Regions from separate parts of the Siniperca chuatsi genome. Here region 2 is linked to region 1. Evidence: chromatin contacts called from public Hi-C data. All regions are on one chromosome and are shown on one strand. The core of a region is the stretch at or near the end of the contact, and the rest is flanking DNA. Distances in the headings are between cores, read along the strand shown.

What was found. A called contact is a pair of places that touch in the nucleus more often than the background predicts.
Region 2: a contact with region 1 is called in a Hi-C map of liver, with 5 times the contacts expected there. The contact joins two enhancer-like sites. A contact is called at or near these places in 3 of 3 Hi-C or Micro-C datasets (liver, skeletal muscle and an unstated tissue).

The regions. Positions count from the first base shown.
Region 1 is chrLG2:6,172,563-6,176,484 of ASM2008510v1, reverse strand. slmapa (sarcolemma associated protein a) reads left to right here. Exons shown (of 25, transcript XM_044210363.1): 4 at 1,527-1,563. Among protein-coding and RNA genes, the nearest start is that of slmapa, 36 kb to the left of the region's middle. Within about 2 kb of position 1,889, the one cell type or tissue checked has an H3K27ac peak away from gene starts, as active enhancers do. A contact at or near this core is called in liver, where this site is marked.
Region 2 is chrLG2:6,222,816-6,226,737 of ASM2008510v1, reverse strand. dennd6aa (DENN/MADD domain containing 6Aa) reads right to left here. Exons shown (of 19, transcript XM_044210374.1): 4 at 3,663-3,775; 5 at 3,429-3,509; 6 at 3,076-3,181; 7 at 1,774-1,853; 8 at 1,068-1,127; 9 at 794-849. Among protein-coding and RNA genes, the nearest start is that of dennd6aa, 9.0 kb to the right of the region's middle. Within about 2 kb of position 2,012, the one cell type or tissue checked has an H3K27ac peak away from gene starts, as active enhancers do. A contact at or near this core is called in liver, where this site is marked.

The DNA of each region.
Region 1 (3,922 bases), core at 640-3,139:
GGTTGTCATCAAATGTTTGGTATTCTTGCTTAAAAATGGCTCAAACAATGAAACGACTATTAAAAAAGTTGCTGGTTAATTTATTTCGATCAGCTAATCAATTGACCAGTCATTGTAGCTCCAAACTGCACTGCTAACAAAATAACATGGAGAACATGACAATTATCCAGAGTCTGTGGTACATTTGAAAATATGTAAAAACTGAATTATTCTGCACTGTTAAGTTTTGTTGATCAAATATTTTTGTTGCTTGTTGGCTGGTTAATTTAATTCAATGGCATTCTGTACATAGCTAAATAAACTGAGCTAATCTCTGTAGTTTACATAGCTGCCATACATTCAAGAAGAGACCTCAGTTCTTGTTATACGGGTTGTGAAAATACTGACAATTACACCTATTTGAAAGAGTTGCGTGTTTAAAATAAATGTCATGATTAACAATAAATATATAGTGTTCTATCAGCACTTCAGAGTTTGAGAGTGAATTGATTGATTGGACTTTTATTATTTTTTATATGATTTAAAAGTATACAAATTTATGATTCAGTTTCAACCTTTAACCAGTGAAATGACAGCTGTCAGCAACAGCAACTTGTGATGGATGAAATTGACAAAAAGGTTTAATGCACCTAAATCCTTCTTGATCATCAGGCTCTTACCCATCTTCCTCCTGAAAGAAGATCATTGCCAGCATTGTAAAGAAAAGCTCATTCTTCTGTTTTTCAAATTTGTCTGTGCTTTTCTTGCTACATGGTGATCTAAACCTACGATACACTCAGTCTGCGCACTGAGCTCTGCACCTTGCTGATCATGTGTAGAGAGCTTTATGTAATGTACTCTTGGGCCCTGATTGACTGCTACATTATTGGTGCATTGTTGTGATTGGCTGAGCTAGCTAAAGGCAAACATTGTATGACTTGCCATGCGTAAAGCTGTCTACAGGCTCATTCTGCATCTGAAAACTGGCCTCAGGCTTCTCTGTGTGAGGAATCCCTGTTAGCTTATTGACCACTGTTTGATGTTCAGTCACTTCAACACGCTGATTTACACACTTAACAGCCACTGCAGTGTTTACCTGCTGGACTCACCCTCTAGCCTGAAGCCTGTTCAGTGGTTCCTCTGTGCTCATAGCGTTTTGGTTTTGTTGTGACCATCACAGGTGTTGATTGAACTTGACGTTCCTTTTTGAGGCTGTAGTTGTTTGTGTGTCTGTGTGTCAGTTTTTTTGAGGCTCTAGTTGAAGCTGATATTGAGTCTGGGAATTAAGCTAGCCGATTAATCAAATTGGTAAAAGGGGGAAAAAATGAATTAATGGAAAATAAGGAAGTAGAGATTAGATTTCTCACATGAATGACTTTTTGATGTGCTATGATGAGGTTTTTATTTAACAAGGAGGTGAAAAAAAGTGTTACAAGACCTTCAAGAACCATTTTATTTCCTTCTGTCGCCGTGGTTACTCCATGTGTCTTCCATCCCTGCTGTTTCCATGGTGACAAACTGTTTTCTCCTCTCTCTTCCTCTTTCAGTGTCATCCAGGCTCCGTTACCACTACCTGTAGACAAGGTAAGAACAGAAATGTGTGTGGTGTTGTTCTGTCCCATGTGCAAATTGTTTGTCTCCGTCTCAGATTTTGATGTATGCATGCTCCTCAGTGATGGAGCTGAGTTTGTGTGTTGTGTGCAACTAGTCTTTGTGCACGCACACACACACACACACACAGAGTAGAGTAGAGTAGAGTAGTCAGCTGATGGAGGAATGCAGGGATAGCTGCCAGTTTCTTTCATGTGGATCAGGGGGCAGTTTTTTTTCCCACCGTTCACTCGGAGTGCTTTGTGTCTTTAGGTGTCTCCAAAACTATTTAGTCCAATTAAATTGCATTTTTTTGGTCTGCTGCAGCATACATATTTGCTCTGTACATCCCTTGTCCTGTGTTCTTCTTTGAGGAAAAAAAAAACAAAAAACCAAAAGGGAGACATTTATATTTTGTTTTTTTTTTTTTTAGTTTCATGGTTTTGCATTAATTTGACAGAACACTGTTCTGGTAACCGTCAATGTAGATGGAGACCTTATTTCAGTACAGCCAAGCAAATCTTGCATAAAGCAGTAACATCGGTGTTTTATCAGAGGCAGAGCCGATGGTCATACTAACGCTGTGTTCAGACTACTGGTGAGCAACAGGCTACAAGTCATTTTCAATGGAAGCCGGTGACATGAAGCTACAAACTCACGCCCGACACTTGTCGCTGCATGACAGGTGTGGTAGATTCAAAGCTGAGCTGGCCTTTTCAGCGCTCCAATGACGCTGTGAAGCATCAACCAATCATATGTTTTTGCTTCACCATTTCCTTTCCCCTTCTCTCTCCCCACAATTCCTGTTCCATCTATAAAAAAAAAAGTGCTAGTGTGAACATAGCATTAGCCAGATAGCAGCCTGCTACACAACACAAGAACACAATTTGTCTTGTTCTCTGTCCGGAGCTGAAACTGGGTTGTGATACTGTATACAGGAGATGTGACGTTCTCTATATAGGTTGAAATCCTGTTGCTTTGGGGTCACAAGAACAGATTTATAATCTCTTTTACTTGACACTTCCTGATAAATGGAATTTGTTTTACTGTATTTTATTTAGATGTTATTTATTTAGAAATTCTTGTACAGCTGCGTACTGTATCATTTGATATCGTACGGTACATTGCCAGGTTAATTCCAAACTGTCCTTTACCATGCTTTACCATGTTAGGTTTCTCTTCTGCCTCGCCCTTTTCTGTGTTTCCCTCCAACAGTAAAAACAACAGGGCCTCAGTGTAACCTGTCTGAGGAATGTAGGCTAGAGCTGACGGTGTGCCGTGTCTGTGTCAGGGAGGAGCTGTGATTAGATTTGAACCACTTCTCTAACATAATTAAGTGTCCTACAGCAGAATCCTTGCACCTCCCGGGTCTCAAAAGAAAGACACACACACACACACTCAGACACACACACACCCAGGCTGTCACATTGACTTAATGAGGAAATGTATTGAATGCACAGGCAGAATGTGAATGAGTGTAGTTTTTGGACAACACTACATGTAGCTGTGGTTTCACAATAGTTACTCAAAATTGTAGTAGGTCAACATTTTGGGAAATAAGCTTAGATGTTCAGATAGATATCTGTCTCATGTCTACATAGCTGGAGTCAGGACTTAGTTAGCTTAACTTAGCATAAAGACTGGAAACAGGGGGTGTAGCGACTATCCTGACCAGCAGTTAGCCACCCGGCTAGGTGCGGGCAGTCCTTATTTTTGACGTGCTTCAGTGAGTGGATGTCCAGGCAGTATTTACTGTTGTGTGAGGTTCCCATTTAATGGAGATTTTAGTTCACAGCAAAACATGACTTTTATATTGCAAACAAACCTGGTAATGATATCATGACTGGCTTGGCTTTCTGGTGTGGTTGCCTGAAGCGTGCGAGGCGGTAAAAAAACACAAGACCTCCCCATCACCCGTGCATGATTAGACTGTCTGTTACACCTGTGCCCATATAGACTTCACCTACCACACTAACCTATACTGCCACCTGTGGTAAACTTGATATAGGCAACATACACAGACATAAATACACAGCCCTTATGAATGGGGGAAACTGTTAGCCTGGCTCTATCCTAAGTTCAGAAATACAACTACCAACACCTCTAAAGCTCACTAATTACTAATCACTAATTATTTTCATTGTCGATTAATCTATCGGTTATTTTCTCAATTAATCGATTAGTTGTTTGGGCTATAAAATGTCAGAAAATGGTGAAGAATGTCGATCAGTATTTCCCAAAGCCCAAGATGACGTCCTCAAATGTCTTGTTTTGTCCACAACCCAAAGATATTCAGTTTACTGTCATAGAGGAGTAAAGAAACCAGAAAATATTCACATTTAAGAAGCTGGAA
Region 2 (3,922 bases), core at 763-3,262, 50 kb before region 1:
TTATAGTCTTCTTCTTCTTCTGTTAGTGTTCTCGCCGATTTCCCAGCACAAAATGATACTGACAGAACACATATTTGTTTAAAATGCATTTTGTGTGCTTTGCTGAATATCTGTTTTGGACAGGGGAACAACTGTAGGCATTACAGACTGATGAGGCTGTCTCAGTGGAGAGTTTCCTTATTCGTCTTTACTTGACAAATAGAGTACACATTTTGAGCAGAGCAAATGGTGTTTTTGGTTTCCAAATACTCTTTTCTTTCAGTTCTGTTACTTCTCTTTGTGAGCTACCTGTGATAAAGGGCAAAATAAAGAAATTAACATGAATGTGAGCAGGAGGTGGTTATTGTTCTTTTTTGACCTGAACACAGAATATGCAAATTAACACAACAGGGTGACAGTGCCGCAACAAAAACAGTCAAGCTGACCTTTTAACAATAACCATGACTATTCATGCTGGTCACACTGACCCTGTGGGTGAGTTCTGTGAAAAAGGGCACTAACTGTACAAGAGTAATCAAGTTTTAGAAACACAATCTGAATATTGCAATGAAGAATTTCTAGGAAAGATCCATCTTTACTTTGTCCCATAAAAACTATTTTTGGCAGGTAATCTTTAGGGGAGAAGGAGGTTTTGTCCACCACGTGTCAGCAGGTACCGCCAGAGGAAGAAAAAGTAAGGACTGTGAGAGATTCAGCTACTGCTGCAGTACCACCACTGAACAGCAGGTGGGGACAGTATGACACAAGCAAGTGTATTGTGGAGAAGGAAAACACTGTGACCTGCAGGTCTCACCTGAAAAGGTCGACTTCATGGATGGTTGGGAGCACAATGGACACCTGACTGTCACTCTGAAAAACAGACAGACAATCTCTTTCAGCTGAAATAATCACAAATTGAATGCATGTTCACACACAAATTAATACAAAATACCAAATGTTGAAAGAACAACTCCTTCACTTAGAAAACAGCACTATTTTTTTGTGTGTGTGTGTGTGTGTGTGTGTGTGTGTGTGTGTGTGTGTGTGTGTGTGTGTGTGTGTGTGTGTGTGTGTGTGAGAGAGATAACCTGGGCAGACTGGACCAGCTGTGACGTTCCTGGTTTGTCATAACAGGTTGGGATGCGAACCTGCAGCAGCACACAGATTCAACACAGTCAGTTTGAACACTCATCAGAAACCCATTTAACACAGATTATCACTCTACACTGCTTCGGCTTGCTTTAATCAAAGATCAGATAATAGCGTACGCGTCATAGTAGATTGCACATGGACAGAACGTGAGTCATGAGTCACTCAGTCATAGTGTTTTGGGCATCACATTACTTGTTTATGCTCCAAAATATGATAAAAAATGTAGTGGACACAGTACATTGTACTATAAATGTGGGTGGCTTTAGTCATGGTTGTGTTCTGAGCAATGTTTTTCTTGAGTGGAGGGGTTGTGGAAGAAGACCGTAGTCCAATAGTCACAGTTCACAACACACTTAACACATTCAGAACTAAAGCTTCAGAAAGTCTGCAATGTATTTTTAAAAGAAACTAAGCTTTTCTCATGAAGGACATTTTGACTTATCAAACACGGGTGTAACTAATTACACTAATATTGGCTGCATCCCATTTAAGTGTTCCAGTTGCAGGGCCCTGATGTAGTGCATGAGCTATCATTAATGAATCAGTTGCACCTGTGCTTTACCTGCTGTGACAAGTCAAAATGAAACGTCTACTGGTCTCCACCCATAGAGTTACTGTGTGTGTGTGTGTGTGTGTGTGTACCTTGATGACCACGCCCATAATGGGCAGCGTGAGGATTCGTCCAGGATGGGGCGTCGGCCAGCGGTCTATGTCGTTACAAGCTGTCAGTCAAATACACAAACAACAGCGATCTGAGTCAGAATCTTTATACAGATCAAAGCATTCACTCTTTTCTCACAGAGCTTTACTGAGTGTAAGTAAATAACGTTTATATACACTCAGTTGCTAGTTTCTTAAAGGTAAACCTAGCTAAAAGTAATACAGTCTAATAAAACCGCCCTGCAATAGACCCTACTATCATGAAGTAATAATGTTTATTTAACTGGGACAACACAGATTCAGGTTTCTGTTGAAACCGTTTTAGAGAGGTTTTGAGGGAGAAGTGTATATATATCACTTCACAAAACTGTAGTTACAAAGTAGTTAACAAGGAGAGAAAAAAAGAAGAGATGGGCAAGATGGTGTATAAAAACATTAACACAAACTCTACAAACCACAAACTATAAAGTTATAAGAAAGAAAAATCCAAAGTAAACAAGTTTTTTGCAACTTTCCTCTTGTGGTTTCTCTCCACAAATAGTTTTGGTTTTATTTGTCTCTGGAGGTGAATTGAATTTTGTTTGTGCAAACCACAAAACAGTGTCCCTGAGTTACAGGGACACTGTTTCTGGAAAGATGTGTTACTCTATTTTTTTAAGTCATTTTTCATGGCTGTGAGCACCATAAAATTACTTGCTTTCACCTCCATTGTAATGTGGTGGAGGCAGAAATCATAGAGACAGATTTCTCAAAACCTGGACAGACAAGAGCAAAACTATCAGCATGGATAGATAACAGCAGAGGTTGAGATGTTTTGTAATTTGGGTGAACTGGCCCATTAAGATGCTTTTAAATATGTGCACTGATTTGGCTTCTGTGACACTTTGAGAAGCTGTTCCAGATTCGAGAGGCAACAACAACAAAAGCATGATCAGTTGTGGTTCCTGCCAGGACCTTTGAACAGCCACAAGTCTGTCTTCTGAGGACCTGAGGCTCCTGCCAGTGGTCAGAGTGGCATGCTTTTTTCTTAAGCACAAAGTGGCCCGAGCATGTGATGCCTTGTGTGTCAAAATTAAACATTTTTTAAATCATGATGGGGGTGTAAAGTGTGCCCTGAGGCTTGTTTGGATTTTTCTGCAGACCTCTGAACCAGCAGGAGTCGAGACACGACACTCACAGTCTCTCTTTATGAGCGTTTGTTTGCAGGTAGAGACAGACTGGCAGATACTGACAGACAGACAGGCAGGTAGAGACAAACAGACAGAGAAAGGTAATCAGACTGACCAGCCTCCAGACAGGGCTCCTGTTTCTCGAAGTATTCTGGAGCCATGATCTTCAACAGGGAGTGGAAGAAGGTCACATAGGGCAGCTTACTGATCAGGACCAGAGACTGGTAGAGGGCCGTAGACACACACACACACACACACACAGAATTTATATTCACATGTTTTTAATATCATCATTTTATATGACATCAGTGTTTCCTGTTAAACCTGTGTCCTCTGAACGTTTCTTTTATCATTTTTAATGTCTTTTGGAAATACAGATTTATTTATGAGTCTTGTCTGACTCTACATTGATGGTTCTACATATGTTGGCAAGTTTTCGATGCATTGAAGCTGAACTTTGACACTGACCTTTTGGAAGTATCCTCTCTTCAGGGATTTGTCTCGCACCTGACGGAAGTACACGTAACCATAGTAATGCCCCTGTTCCCTCTGCAGCACACACATACACAGACACACACACAGAGAATCAGAATCGAACAATTCATGTATGTCACATGCACTGCAGCATGTTTATATATGTGGGTCTGTAGTGGGGTGTGTGTGTGTGTGTGTGTGTGTGTGTGTGTGTGTGAGAGTCGGAACCTTCAGACAGGGCGGTGCGTCCCGGTCGGTGGTTTCCAGGAAGCAGCCGAGTGATGACTTCCTGTTGGAACCCTGACGAAAGCGGAAGCAGAACTGGGTGTCGCCAAGGCAACCTGGGAAAACAGCAGAGTGATGGTATGGTTACCATGGGAACACAATACATGGTATTGGGTAGGATTAGGAACTTTTTGTCTACGACATAATTTATATACTTTTCTTTATTATATTTTATTATTCAATGCATATGTTTTATCAGACCT